2 separate regions of the Pan troglodytes genome follow, and region 2 is linked to region 1. The links are chromatin contacts, called in public HiChIP or PLAC-seq maps. All regions are on one chromosome and are shown on one strand. The core of a region is the stretch at or near the end of the contact, and the rest is flanking DNA. Distances in the headings are between cores, read along the strand shown.

What was found. HiChIP or PLAC-seq counts read pairs in DNA pulled down with a chosen protein or histone mark.
Region 2: an H3K4me3 HiChIP or PLAC-seq map of stem cell-derived excitatory neurons shows a contact between it and region 1, with 4 times the contacts expected there. The contact joins the promoter of SSPN here to the promoter of ITPR2 in region 1. A contact is called at or near these places in 1 of 1 datasets of contacts at active chromatin or transcription factors (stem cell-derived excitatory neurons) and 1 of 1 other capture datasets (stem cell-derived neural stem cells).

The regions. Positions count from the first base shown.
Region 1 is chr10:68,705,155-68,712,133 of NHGRI_mPanTro3-v2.0_pri, forward strand. ITPR2 (inositol 1,4,5-trisphosphate receptor type 2) reads left to right here and starts at 3,622. Exons shown (of 58, transcript XR_010148345.1): 1 at 3,622-4,212.
Region 2 is chr10:69,418,163-69,425,032 of NHGRI_mPanTro3-v2.0_pri, forward strand. SSPN (sarcospan) reads right to left here and starts at 4,753. Exons shown (of 3, transcript XM_003313781.6): 1 at 4,618-4,753. It overlaps BHLHE41 (basic helix-loop-helix family member e41), which reads left to right. Exons shown (of 5, transcript XM_520805.9): 1 at 1-2,050; 2 at 2,186-2,249; 3 at 2,591-2,698; 4 at 3,029-3,140; 5 at 3,602-6,870. The coding sequence starts at 1,989. The coding sequence ends at 4,704.

The sequences.
Region 1 (6,979 bases), core at 2,372-4,871:
GGTAAGACTCAAGATGTACAGATATAACAAGAAGGCAAGGTGGAAAGTGTTGAGAGGTACCTTAAAAGGTATGTGCCCTTAGACCAGGCAACTGAGTCCCTGACCTGGGCTCTGAGTTTTACAGGATCTTCTGGATTAAGAGGACACGCTCACCAGAAGCCTGAACTTCCTCCTCTAGCTTCTAAACTGTGTCCTGAGTGTCCAAGATCCCAGAATCTCATACATAAATTCATTTCCCCAAGTATAGAGACAGAAGCTGGAAACATGGGCCAACTCTCTCTACACTACACCACCTTTTACAGTTTATTAGTTAATTAGCAACCTTTAATATTTAGACTATGTAATAAGGGCCTCTGATACTCTCGGCATGGAAACCCACGAATGTTAGGGGGCAAGTTGGCCTGGCTATGGGAATTCAGGAGGAGGTAGAACTTTGCCTTGGCAGTATATAGGAAGTTCCACTGGGGAAGTAGAGCTTGGGCATGCAGAGGTGTGAGAAGGGAGAAGAGGAACTTCTGGCAGAGGGAACATCACACTCAAAGACATGGAGACTAAAAGTGCCAGGTTACATGTGCAAAGTCTGGCTTTCCTGAATACCAGGAATGGAAGGGCAGAAACTCAGGTTGTAAAAGGAGAAGGAGACCAGATCATGGATGGTGTGGAATACAGGACATGGTGAGTGAGGGTTTGGCAAACTGTCTCATATTCTCAGTATAGGAGAGTCTATTTAGAGTGACTGACATTCACATCTAACACTCACATCAGCAGGTAGGCCTTACTGTAGACAATAAGCTGTCATTGGAGGTTTGAGCAGTTTTGATGAGATCAACTTTGTAAGTATAAAGCTCTGGCTTGCTATGGGATAGCAAGTGGGAGAGACTGGAAGGGTGGAAACAGGCAACTGTGTAGGAGAGGGCAATGATATAGGGGAAGGTGAAAAAGAGACATATTTGAGATAATAGAAAGGAAGAACTAGGTAGAGAAACAAATAAAAAGTGATCCCAAGACTTCGTATGAATCACTTGGCCACCCCTTAGGCCACCTCTCTGTGGCCAGCTAACCATCTTTTCCATGCCAACACAGAAGAGTGACCAGCTCCAGTCCCCAGACTATATTGGATACCTCTGTGGGTGTTGAGTGGTGGGTGGTGGGGACAGGGTGAAGAGGAAGGAAGACATTGGATTTGGGTACATGGTTTGAAGTTTGCACCTGTTCATTAGCATAAACAACCACTACTTATTTTGTGTGTGTTGTCCGCAGATAGTTCGTGACTTGAAACAAAGATCATTCACAATTTTGATCAATAATTTGGGCACACGGTTTGAAGTTTGCACCTGTTCATTAGCATAAACAACCACTACTCATTTTGTTTTGTTTTTCGAGATGGAGTTTCGCTCTTGTTGCCCAGGCTGGAATGCAATGGCGCGATCTCGGCTCACTGCAACTTCCACCTCCCAGAATCAAGCGATTCTCCTGCCTCAGCCTCCCAAGTAGCTGGGATTACAGGCACCCACCACCACACCCAGCTAACGTTTTTGTATTTTTAGTAGAGACGGGGTTTCACCATGTTGGCCAGGCTGGTCTCAAACTCCTAAGCTCAGGTGATCCCCCCACCTCTGCCTCCCAAAGTGCTTGGATTACAGGCGTGAGGCACCGTGCCTGGCCAACCACTACTCATTTTGTATGTGTTGGCCACAGATAGTTTGTGACTTAAAACAAAGATCATTCATGATTTTGATCAATAATTGAGCATCCACTGGATGTATAGCACAGTAGTGCCGTGCAATATGGGGAACAATACAATGTAATGCACAGATCTCTTGGATAAACAGAAACTTCCATTTCCAGGGTCACTATGTTGTTCTGTCTCAGCTTTTTAATAACTCCTATGCCCAATGTCTTGGTGGCCCCCAACAGTGATATAATGTGTGTAGACAGAGAAGGGCTGGATTATGTAACAGGCATTTCTAAGTTGTCAAGTAACTTTTTACAAAGGAGGACACATAAAAGGAGATCTGTCAGCTGCATGCTATTACAATGACTGGGTCCAGTTTATCTCAACACACACAGGCTTTGCACTGGTGTTTCCTGGATTCAGTGTCTATTCCCTTCTATCTAGCAGGCTTTTTAAACACAAACTTTTGTTTTTTTGAGACGGAGTCTCGCTCTGTCGCCCAGGTTGGAGTGCAGTGGCGCCATCTCTGCTCACTGCAACCTCTGCCTCCCAGCTTCAAGCAATTCTCCTGCCTCAGCCTCCAGAGTAGCTGGGATTATAGGCCTGTGCCACCACGTCCGGCTAATTTTTGTATTTTTAGTAGAGATGGGGTTTCGCCATGTTGGCCAAGCTGGTCTTGAACTCCTGACCCCAAGTGATCCTCCCGCCTCAGCCTCTCAAAGTGCTGGGATTACAGGCGTGAGTCGCTGCGCCTGGCCTTTTGAATTCTGGGCTAATTCTTTCATTTTCTATTATGTGATTGTAAGTCTCAATCTAAACCATCTTTGAACTGTAAGACATGTAAGACATCTGACCGTAAGTTACATTTTGGTCAGCTGCACAATTTGACACAACATGCTTCTGCACACCCCAAGTTCCTCTGCCTTTCTACAAACTTTGCTCTGTGGGGATTACTTATGTAGCACTTTTAAATTAGGTGGCTGGTATCAAAACCGCCATACAGTTTGCCTCCACTGTGTGTTCTAGAAGGGAAGAGCAAAAGGCTTTTAAAATCATGTTCTAAGAAGAGGGCTACAGAAGCAACAGAGAAGGCGTGGAAAAGTGTCTAGCTGCGTTTTGCTTATAACGGCTGGAGCTTTAAGAGTCAGCAGCTTTAGACGTAAACAAGCCAGGGCTGTCTTGAGCCGGGGACCTTGGGCTGATGGGGGTGGGAAGGTTAACCTCGGCTTGGAGTTAAGGAAGCGCAGGAGGCGCGGCCTCGGAGGCTTAAAGCTCAGCTCCACTGAGCCCTCACCGCTGAAGGTTGGCTACAAAAACTGGCTTGCCCAAGTGACGTTTACCTCCTTGGAGGCTCGTGTCCACCTGGACATCAGCGGACGGGTCGAGTTTCATTAACGCCGCGTACTTGAGAAAAGAAGAGGAAAAAGACCACCCAAACTACATAACGAAATCGAGATCATCCTCCTTCCCTCACTCTCTTCCTTCCTCTCTTCTACTTTCTTCATCATGCATTTATTTTTTATTTGTATTTTTTTCCTTTACTTCAACGCCTACTCTTCCTTGGCCGGCAAATTACCCACCCCGCTGGGGCTCCACCTTTTCATCTCCACCAGTTCGGGGGCTCTCTCCATTGTGCCCGGGTCCTACAGTGCGCTCGCCCGGCCGCCACCTCTCACCCTCCCTGCCCCCATCAAGCTTCTTCGCGTTCCCAGGCAGCGACTGTCGCGCCTCCGGTCCGGCCTCTCCAGGGCGGCCGCACGCGCCCGCTCCCCCGCCGGGGTCCCCCGCCGCCCCTCCAGCGCCGCCCAGCGTCGCGTCCCCGCGCGGGCCGGTGCGGCGGCAGCAGAGGCTTCCCGGGTGGCCCGGCCTCCCGAGGGTCGCCCCGCCCCGGCCCAGCTCCGCCCCCGGCCGCTGCTCCCTGATTGGCCGCCCCCCCCACCTCTCCAGGGCTCCTCTCCTCCCCCTCGCCCATTGGGCACCCGCACCTGGTCCAAAAATTCCCCTGAGGGGACCGAGGGGGCTCGGCCACTTCCAGCTCCCGCCGGGCGGCTGTGACGGCCGCAGCGGGTCGCAGAGCAGGGAGTGGACACGGAGTGGGGAGCGGAGAGGGAAGGAGGAGGAGGAGGAGCAAAGGTGTTGGAGAGAAAACTTCAGAAAGGAACAGGAAACCTGCCGGGGAGGCGGCGGCGGCTGCGGCTTCTCTGGGCGCCTGGGCTGCGCTCTTCGCGGGGTGTCCGCAGCTGCGGTTTGGCCCCGGTCTGGCTTCCCCGGCGCGCACGCACGGCTGAGCCGCGACGCTCAGTGGCTCGGGCCGTGCCCTCCGCCGCGGCTCTTGGCCGCTGTAGTCCCGCGCTCCGATCCGCTTCTGCCGCGGCGGCTCCCTGGAGAGAGGGCGGCGAGGGCGCAGGGAAGAGGAGGGACGTCCACTGTGGAACATGAAGCAGCATGACTGAGAAAATGTCCAGCTTCCTCTACATAGGGGACATCGTGTCCCTGTACGCGGAGGGCTCGGTCAACGGCTTCATCAGCACCTTGGGGTAAGCGGGAGACGAGGGCTGGGCAGCGCTCGCGCTCCGGGTCCTGGGAACCAGTCCCTGTCCTTCCTCCGCCGCCCGGTCCTCCCGCTGCCGCGCGTGGTGGCCCGGCCGGGCAGGGTCGGCGCCCGCGGACAGCGCCGTGCGCTCCGCTCTCTCGCTCGCCCGCTCGCAGGAAGCTGCCCTGAGAGGCAAGACTTTCTCAGCAACTTCGTAATCTCAAGCTCAGAGACACATCAGAAAGGAGGAAGTGATTCAGAAGCCCGGAGACGGGCCCGGCGAAGAGGTCTTCGCTGGCTTCTCCCTGGGTTGTTTTGATTAAAATGTGTGCTTGTTTTCCCTGGAAGGTAAAACAAAACACCCCCCTTTTCCACCGTTTCTCGCTACCGTCCTCAGCCCCTGGTCTCTCAGTGCCGGGTTTGAAAGAGCAGTCGATAAAAGTCCGTGGCCTTGGACATGAAACTCAAGCGATGTGGTGAGCCAAAGTGTGGCGTTGTCCTGCGGGAGGAGCTCACCGTCCCCTCTTCGCTGGAGCAGTTTCCTTTTGGCCTTGCCGAACCAGGACTCGCCCCACTGGCCTGGGCAGCCCTAGGGGCATCTGCAGCGCTGTGGCCCTTGGACGTCTCTGAGGGCTTCCTGGGTTCTAGAACTCAGACCTGCTATCTCCCCTTCCCAGGCCTTGGCCCACTGAAATGCAGAGCCTCTCTTGGGATTTAGCCAAGTGAAGAGTTCTTGAGATTCGAGTTGAATGGGGGGAAAAATATATATATATACACATATATGTATATATTTATGCTTATGAATGAGGGAAATATATATTAATGTATTTATATATTTTATGTAGAATATATATTTATATATTTTATGTAGTATATATTTATATATTTTATGTAGAATATATATTTATATATTTTATGTAGAATATATATTTATATATTTTATGTAGAATATATATTTATATATTTTATGTAGAATATATATTTATATATTTTATGTAGAATATACATTTATATATTTTATGTAGAATATATATTTATATATTTTATGTAGAATATATATATATTTATATATAAAACAGTGTGCCAAATGGTTAAATAGGACTTCCTTGTTTTCTCTGTTCTGATTGGGAATAGCAGTGTGCAGTTTAATTGCACGCTGCAGTATATTTTGATGCACAGGAAATTTTTTGTTACCTCGTTGTTTCAACACTTAGGTCCCCCCGCCCTACATTTCAGGCTGTGGAACTGGTGTTTCCACTCTTGTCTGGCTACTGTTTTCAGCTGTTAGGCTTTGGGGCAGATGACTTAACCTGCAACGACCCGGGACAGTGACTTCGAGCTGTGTTATAACGGACTGCTGCCTACCAAACACTGGGACGTGGAAGTCACCAGTACTTCCACAGTTCCTGTTACTTGTGCATTCCCCCTAATGAGTGAAAGAAGGGAGGTAGATTTAATTCAATCCCTTTTCCATCAGTGTTACTTTCTTATGCAACTAAAGCGTGGTAGGAAAAACACGTTAGTGCCAAGCGCTTCTGCTGGGTTTGTGAATCATGAGCTACCACTGTTTTTGAGATCATTCATGATACAAGTTCAGTTTCTGGGCCTCCAGCAACATTTTGCAGGTGGACTCTGCTGCTCTTCACCCTCCGTAGACTCTCCAGGTGTGTGTGTGTGATGTAGTAGTTAAGCAGAGGGGGTTCCATGGACAGAATACTTGGGGTTTGAATTCTGGCGCTTCCACTTGTAAACCTTATGACCTTGGGAAAGTTACATAAACTCTGTGCCCCAGTCTCCTCAGTTCTACAAATGGGAATAGGCATGGTTTCTACCTCATAGGGTTGTGGTGAGGAAGAAGAGATTAATATATGTAAAGTGAGTAGCATGGTACCTGGCACAGTATAAGCACTGATGTGTTAGCTATTGTAGTAATTATCATTGCCTTGGTGACGGTGAGCCATAGTTATATTTGTGGACAAAATAATAACAAGGACTAGGAATAGAGTATAAAACCTAGATAAAGAAAAGAACTTTTTTTTTAGTGTCTAATTCAGCAAATGTATGCTTATGGATAACTTATAAAACAAATACCAGAAGGACTATATAGATGGCATATCAGGAAGCTACAAGTTTGACAGTTGTGGAGTCGACCCTGATCATTTTAGAGATTAGGAATTGAGGTTAAGAGAAATGAAGTGACTAACCCAGGAAAGAGAGGGCATTAATGCCAAAACCTGGAACTCTAATCCTGTCTCCAGATTCCCAGCCAAGAGTGCTTTCCTTTGGTTATACATAATAATCTTTAAACCTTGAGAAAAATAAGCTAGAATAACCTTTAATGTACAATATACATTTGTGTAAATATCTCTGATTTGTATTCAACTTTTTTGTTGGTGTTTTGAAGGTTGAGCTTCCTTAGTATGCATTTGTGCAATATATTATTTTTCTATTAATGAACTGAGTCTTGTTGAAGTAAATATGACAAAGCCTTCGTGCTGCTAGATTCTAAGGTGAAGAAGGGTCTTTAGAAATGCTGCCATTGGGCTGGGCACAGTGGCTCATGCCTGTAACCCCAGCACTTTGGGAGGCCAAGGCGGGCAGATCACTTGAGGTCAGGAGTTTGAGACCAGCCTGGCCAACATGGGGAAACCCCATCTCTATTAAAAATACAAAAATTAGCTGTGCGTGGTGGTGGACGCCTGTAGTCCCAGCTACTCGGGAGGCTGAGGCAGGAGAATCACTTGAACCTGGGAGGCAGAGGTTGCAGTGAG
Region 2 (6,870 bases), core at 3,503-6,002, 710 kb after region 1:
ACCTTAAAAGGCCTTCTAAACAGATGAACTGAACGGACCGTGAGCGTCTCCTCACGCCGGGGTGATCCTGGGCCGCCGCCGCCGCCCGAGTCACGAAGCCAGACGCAGTGCGCGTCTCCGCCCAGGACTCCGGAGACTGCAGCAGCGCGAGCGGCCGCCGCGGCCCGGGCTGCTCCTGGAGTCGGGGAGGAGACGCGACTCCCGCAGACACGTGACCTCCTCCCAGCCGCCGCTTCCCGCGACCCAGATCCGTCCCCGGAACCCGTGCCCGGCGGGGCGGGCCGGGGGACACGTAGCGGGCGCCCCAGTCCCTGCAGCGCCCTGGTGCATGTACCTTTGGCGTTCTTCTCCCCTCGGTTCACTTATCACCGGCAATAATCAACGTTTCAGAGATCACCCCGGGGAGAATGAAAATATCCCTCTCTGTGCAGGAAAAACCTTGGTTTTTTCTCTATGTCTTTATGTATATCTAGAGAAATATATATATAGCCTCCATCCCACCCCTGGGAGTCCCTCAGGACATGCTTTCCCCTGGGCTGGCAGGGCGGCGTGGGCAGTGCGCATCCCCGGGCACCTCCCGGTAACTCTCACTAGCAGTGAGTCATGCTCCCAGGGTGGCTCTGGGGAAAGGTAACCCGGCTCTTGCTGGCCTGTGATTCCCGGCGCCGAGCGCCGCGGCTGCAGGGCGAGTGCGCGCGCGCACGGGTTCCCCGAGCAGTGATGTGGCAGCAGCGGCAGGTCGGATCACGTTGCTGGCCCTGTGCTGGTACCCGTTTGAGACCGGATTAAGGAGGGAGGCTTTGGAGGTGCCAGCGGTAGTAAACGTGGGCTCTGCACACTCCGGGCGTCTCTTATCGCGCGGGGGGGCGGGGGGATGGGGAAAGCACGTAGCGTCACCGGAGGCTCAGAACGCGGCAGAGTTGAGCGGGCGGGTGATAAATGCTGCATAGCTTTTCTGTGGTAGCCCCTCTCGTGCCACCCCCTTCTCCCTTCCCAGCCCCCACTCATCCCCGGCTCGCTCCCCGCCGCGTTCCTCCAGGAGCACACGCGGCCCCAAACGTCGTCATCTGCTGCTGTGATTAGTGGCACCGCAATTCCGGCTGCTGCGGGGAAGTTTAGTTGGCCCAGGGACGCCGTGTCACCGAAAGACACTTGGATTGCGACATTCGGACCCAGTGACAACGTTTTCATGTATCTTAAATCCTTCAAGGAGCGGATTGCAAGTTGCTTCTTCTCGAGGCAACCTCTCCACCCAGCGCCAAGGAGTCCCTCCAGGCCACTGATCAGTGAGCAAACAAGTCTCCAAAATTTCCTTTGGGACTCAAGTTTACCCACCGCGAATTCTCTTTTCCCTTCCTTTCTATGGTTCAAACCAACAGCACAATCGGTGGAAAAGCAAAAAGCCACGTTCACATTCCTGCACCGTAATAACGGACGAACCCAGGGAGTCGCATTTTCGAGCCAAGGAAGCTCAGGCTGCCCCGCACCCCTGCACCCCCACTCCCCCCTCCTCCTGCCGACTGCATCGCCTTTGGGAAGATGAATAGCTTGGCCGAAGTTGTTTTTCCTTTCCGGTGGCCCTGATCAGGTGTCCCCGCCCCCTCCTGCCGTTCGCCTTCTCCCGACGCCCCCTCCCGGCCCGGCCCCTCCTCCCCCGCCCCCCTCCGGGCTGGACCGCGGATGGTACGTTCCGCACGTGAGCTGGGTGCTGGTCTGGCGGGCGACGCGCGTGCCCTGTGGCCAAACACTGCCTGGAGTGAGAGCAAACTACCAGCGCAGTGGGGCCGGCGCGAGTGTGCGTGTGTGTGTGCGAGCGCGGTGGAGGGGGGGACCAACTGCTTCACACTTTCAACACTGCACTGAAGAGGGAGAGCGAGAAAGAGACTGGAGACGCACAGATCCCCCCAAGGTCTCCCAAGCCTACCGTCCCACAGATTATTGTACAGAGCCCCAAAAATCGAAACAGAGGAAACGAACAGCAGTTGAACATGGACGAAGGAATTCCTCATTTGCAAGAGAGACAGTTACTGGAACATAGAGATTTTATAGGGTAAGGTGCACGCACTCTTGCGAATATCTGTCTAGGCTTTGGTTTGATTTTTTTCTTCTCCAGAAAGTGGTATGGAGCTGGTGAGGGCAGAGCCCCTCCCCGAATGGGTGCCTGATGCTGATTTCTGTTTTGCAGACTGGACTATTCCTCTTTGTATATGTGTAAACCCAAAAGGAGCATGAAACGAGACGACACCAAGGTAAGTGTAAGTTCCCGATATTCCTCATAACCTGCATGGGTAGTTAATTAGAGCCATTGATTTCACAGTGAAGCTCTGCCCGCAAATATATTCCAGCCCCTGAGCTTCCCCAACTGTGAATTTTAAGTGGCTTGCTGGGTACTCTCAGGGGGATATTAAACATCATACCTGAATTTAAATTGCATTGCAGAACAGTCCAGAGGAAAGAGGTTTCTTGGGTGTAGTTTATCACATAGTATGTTTTATGGTGGGGGGGGGGGCGGGGGGCAGACGAGGGTAATATCCAATAAGTGAATGTTTCGCTTACTGTTTTCTCTTTTCCATGACTCTCATATATTAAGGATACCTACAAATTACCGCACAGATTAATAGAAAAGAAAAGAAGAGACCGAATTAATGAATGCATTGCTCAGCTGAAAGATTTACTGCCTGAACATCTGAAATTGACAGTAAGATGCACATTTTCATTCTTTGCTGCTCTCCAAGGGCGTGTTAATAGTCTGGTGCGACTCCCAGAAAATATAAGAATAAATGTAAATATAAGTTCCTGACTTAAAACTTGTGCTATACCGTACAGAGTTTCCCGCAAACTGGAGTAGGTGCTCCCAGCTGAAGGCAAGAAATCATTTATAACCTGTCTTGTGGAAAGCTCAAGAAGTAAAAGAATAGTACTTCTTTCAAAGTGTTTGCTTAAATTGCTGTGCTGAATGGACAGCCAATTAAGCCAAATGTGTGTTTTTAAGTAACCAAGTGCCCGTTTCTTTTTTGCACCACTGCAGACTCTGGGACATCTGGAGAAAGCTGTAGTCTTGGAATTAACTTTGAAACACTTAAAAGCTTTAACCGCCTTAACCGAGCAACAGCATCAGAAGATAATTGCTTTACAGAATGGTAAGTCAGTTCAGGGAGGCCAGCCTACCCTGATGAAGCGGGGCAGCCCACAGGGGAGCAGTGTCAGGACTCCCTCACCCGCACCCCATCTCTTTCCGTGGGCTCATGGGTTCCCTCTCATTTGTTAAATTGCTTATACTTTCCCTTCATTGGAACGAGCCCATTTCCCGAAGCATCCTAGAGGCTTTCAGCAGAACTCGGAGGAATCAGGATTTAAAGTGGCGGTTGCACCCGCTCCACTTTGGTTTTCAGCTGAGAGGAGAGCGCCCTCTCCCCGCTCCGCACCTCCGCCACCCCGCTTCTCTCGTCAACTGGTGGATTATATCACTTGAATACTGGGGAAAAACCGAGATCACTTTAGTCGATGCAGGGCCCACGTGATAAGCAGATGTTTTAACGTGGGTATGTTTCTTCTTGCCTCCACTCCTCCGTCCCCCACCCCCATCCCTTCCTCATCCTAGGGGAGCGATCTCTGAAATCGCCCATTCAGTCCGACTTGGATGCGTTCCACTCGGGATTTCAAACATGCGCCAAAGAAGTCTTGCAATACCTCTCCCGGTTTGAGAGCTGGACACCCAGGGAGCCGCGGTGTGTCCAGCTGATCAACCACTTGCACGCCGTGGCCACCCAGTTCTTGCCCACCCCGCAGCTGTTGACTCAACAGGTCCCTCTGAGCAAAGGCACCGGCGCTCCCTCGGCCGCCGGGTCCGCGGCCGCCCCCTGCCTGGAGCGCGCGGGGCAGAAGCTGGAGCCCCTCGCCTACTGCGTGCCGGTCATCCAGCGGACTCAGCCCAGCGCCGAGCTCGCCGCCGAGAACGACACGGACACCGACAGCGGCTACGGCGGCGAAGCCGAGGCCCGGCCGGACCGCGAGAAAGGCAAAGGCGCGGGGGCGAGCCGCGTCACCATCAAGCAGGAGCCTCCCGGGGAGGACTCGCCGGCGCCCAAGAGGATGAAGCTGGATTCCCGCGGCGGCGGCAGCGGCGGCGGCCCGGGGGGCGGCGCGGCGGCGGCGGCAGCCGCGCTCCTGGGGCCCGACCCTGCCGCCGCGGCCGCGCTGCTGAGACCCGACGCCGCCCTGCTCAGCTCGCTGGTGGCGTTCGGCGGAGGCGGGGGCGCGCCCTTCCCGCAGCCCGCGGCCGCCGCGGCCCCCTTCTGCCTGCCCTTCTGCTTCCTCTCGCCTTCTGCAGCTGCCGCCTACGTGCAGCCCTTCCTGGACAAGAGCGGCCTGGAGAAGTATCTGTACCCGGCGGCGGCTGCCGCCCCGTTCCCGCTGCTATACCCCGGCATCCCCGCCCCGGCGGCAGCCGCGGCAGCCGCCGCCGCCGCTGCCGCCGCCGCCGCCGCGTTCCCCTGCCTGTCCTCGGTGTTGTCGCCCCCTCCCGAGAAGGCGGGCGCCGCCGCCGCGACCCTCCTGCCGCACGAGGTGGCGCCCCTTGGGGCGCCGCACCCCCAGCACCCGCACGGCCGCACCCACCTGCCCTTCGCCGGGCCCCGCGAGCCGGGGAACCCGGAGAGCTCTGCTCAGGAAGATCCCTCGCAGCCAGGAAAGGAAGCTCCCTGAATCCTTGCGTCCCGAAGGACGGAGGTTCAAGCAGAGTGAGAAGTTAAAATACTCTTAAGGTCTTTAAGGGAGGAAGTGTAATAGATGCACGACAGGCATAAACAAGAACAACAAAACAGGTGTTATGTGTACATCGGAGTTCCTGTTTTGCTCATCCCTCACCACCCCACCCTCCACACACTAACATCCCTTTCTTCCCCCCACCAGCTGTAAAAGATCCTCTGCGAAAGACATTGGCTCTTTTTTTTAATCCCCCAAATAAATTTTGCCCCCTTTTAGGCCATGTTCCATTATCTCTTAAAATTGGAACCTAATTCGAGAGGAAGTAAGAAGGGTCTGTTCTGTGGCTGAGCTAGGTGAACCCCGGGGTAGGGGAAAGATGTTAACACCTTTGACGTCTTTGGAGTTGACATGGAACAGCAGGTAGTTGTTATGTAGAGCTAGTTCTCAAAGCTGCCCTGCCTGTTTTAGGAGGCGTTCCACAAACAGATTGAGGATCTTTTAGAATTGAATTTACTCTTCAGTATTTTCTAATGTTCAGCTTTCTAAAAGGCATATATTTTTCAAAGAAGTGAGGATGCAGTTTCTCACGTTGCAACCTATTCTGAAGTGGTTTAAATGGTATCTCTTAGTAACTTGCACTCGTTAAAGAAACACGGAGCTGGGCCATCGTCAGAACTAAGTCAGGGAAGGAGATGGATGAGAAGGCCAGAATCATTCCTAGTACATTTGCTAACACTTTATTGAGAAATTGACCATGAATTAATGGACTCATCTTAATTTCTTCTTAGTCCATCTATAGATAGATATCTATCTGTACAGATTTCTATTTATCCATAGATAGGTATCTATACATACACATCTCAAGTGCATCTATTCCCACTCTCATTAATCCATCATGTTCCTAAATTTTTGTAATCTTACTGTAAAAAAGTGCACTGAACTTCAAAACAAAACAAAAAACAACAACAACAACAACAAAAAAAACAAGTCCAAACTGATATATCCTATATTCTGTTAAAATTCAAAAGTGAACGAAAGCATTTAACTGGTCAGTTTTGATTGCAAATGCTGTAAAGATATAGAATGAAGTCCTGTGAGGCCTTCCTATCTCCAAGTCTATGTATTTTCTGGAGACCAAACCAGATACCAGATAATCACAAAGAAAGCTTTTTTAATAAGGCTTAAACCAAGACCTTGTCTAGATATTTTTAGTTTGTTGCCAAGGTAGCACTGTGAGAAATCTCACTTGGATGTTATGTAAGGGGTGAGACACAACAGTCTGACTATGAGTGAGGAAAATATCTGGGTCTTTTCGTCAGTTTGGTGCATTTGCTGCTGCTGTTGCTACTGTTTGCCTCAAACGCTGTGTTTAAACAACGTTAAACTCTTAGCCTACAAGGTGGCTCTTATGTACATAGTTGTTAATACATCCAATTAATGATGTCTGACATGCTATTTTTGTAGGGAGAAAATATGTGCTAATGATATTTTGAGTTAAAATATCTTTTGGGGAGGATTTGCTGAAAAGTTGCACTTTTGTTACAATGCTTATGCTTGGTACAAGCTTATGCTGTCTTAAATTATTTTAAAAAAATAAATACTGTCTGCGAGAAACCAGCTGGTTTAGAAAAGTTTAGTATGTGACGATAAACTAGAAATTATCTTTATATTCTAGTATTTTCAGCACTCCATAAATTCTATTACCTAAATATTGCCACACTATTTTGTGATTTAAAAATTCTTACTAAGGAATAAAAACTTTAATATACGATATGATATTGTCTAATAATTAAAAAAGACATAATGGATGCTCAATTAGTTTTAAGATATCTATAACTATAGGGATACAAATCACTACAGTTCTCAGATTTACAGCTTTTTTTTGTCATTGGCTTGATGTCACACATTTCCAATCTCTTGCAAGCCTCCAAGCTCTGGCTTTGTCTACCTGCTCGTTCCCAATGTATCTTAATGAAAAGTGCAAAAGAAAAACCTACCAATTAACTTGTGTGGTTTGTTTATGTTAGACCCAATTTTCTATTGTTTTAATGATTGACAAGTTTTTCAGTTTTCGTCTGTGACATCACATAGCCTCTCTAGTATGGTCAGGTGTTCCTCTTTCACTGGGTCTTGTATAAATAGATGATCACAAAGGGGTGCTTA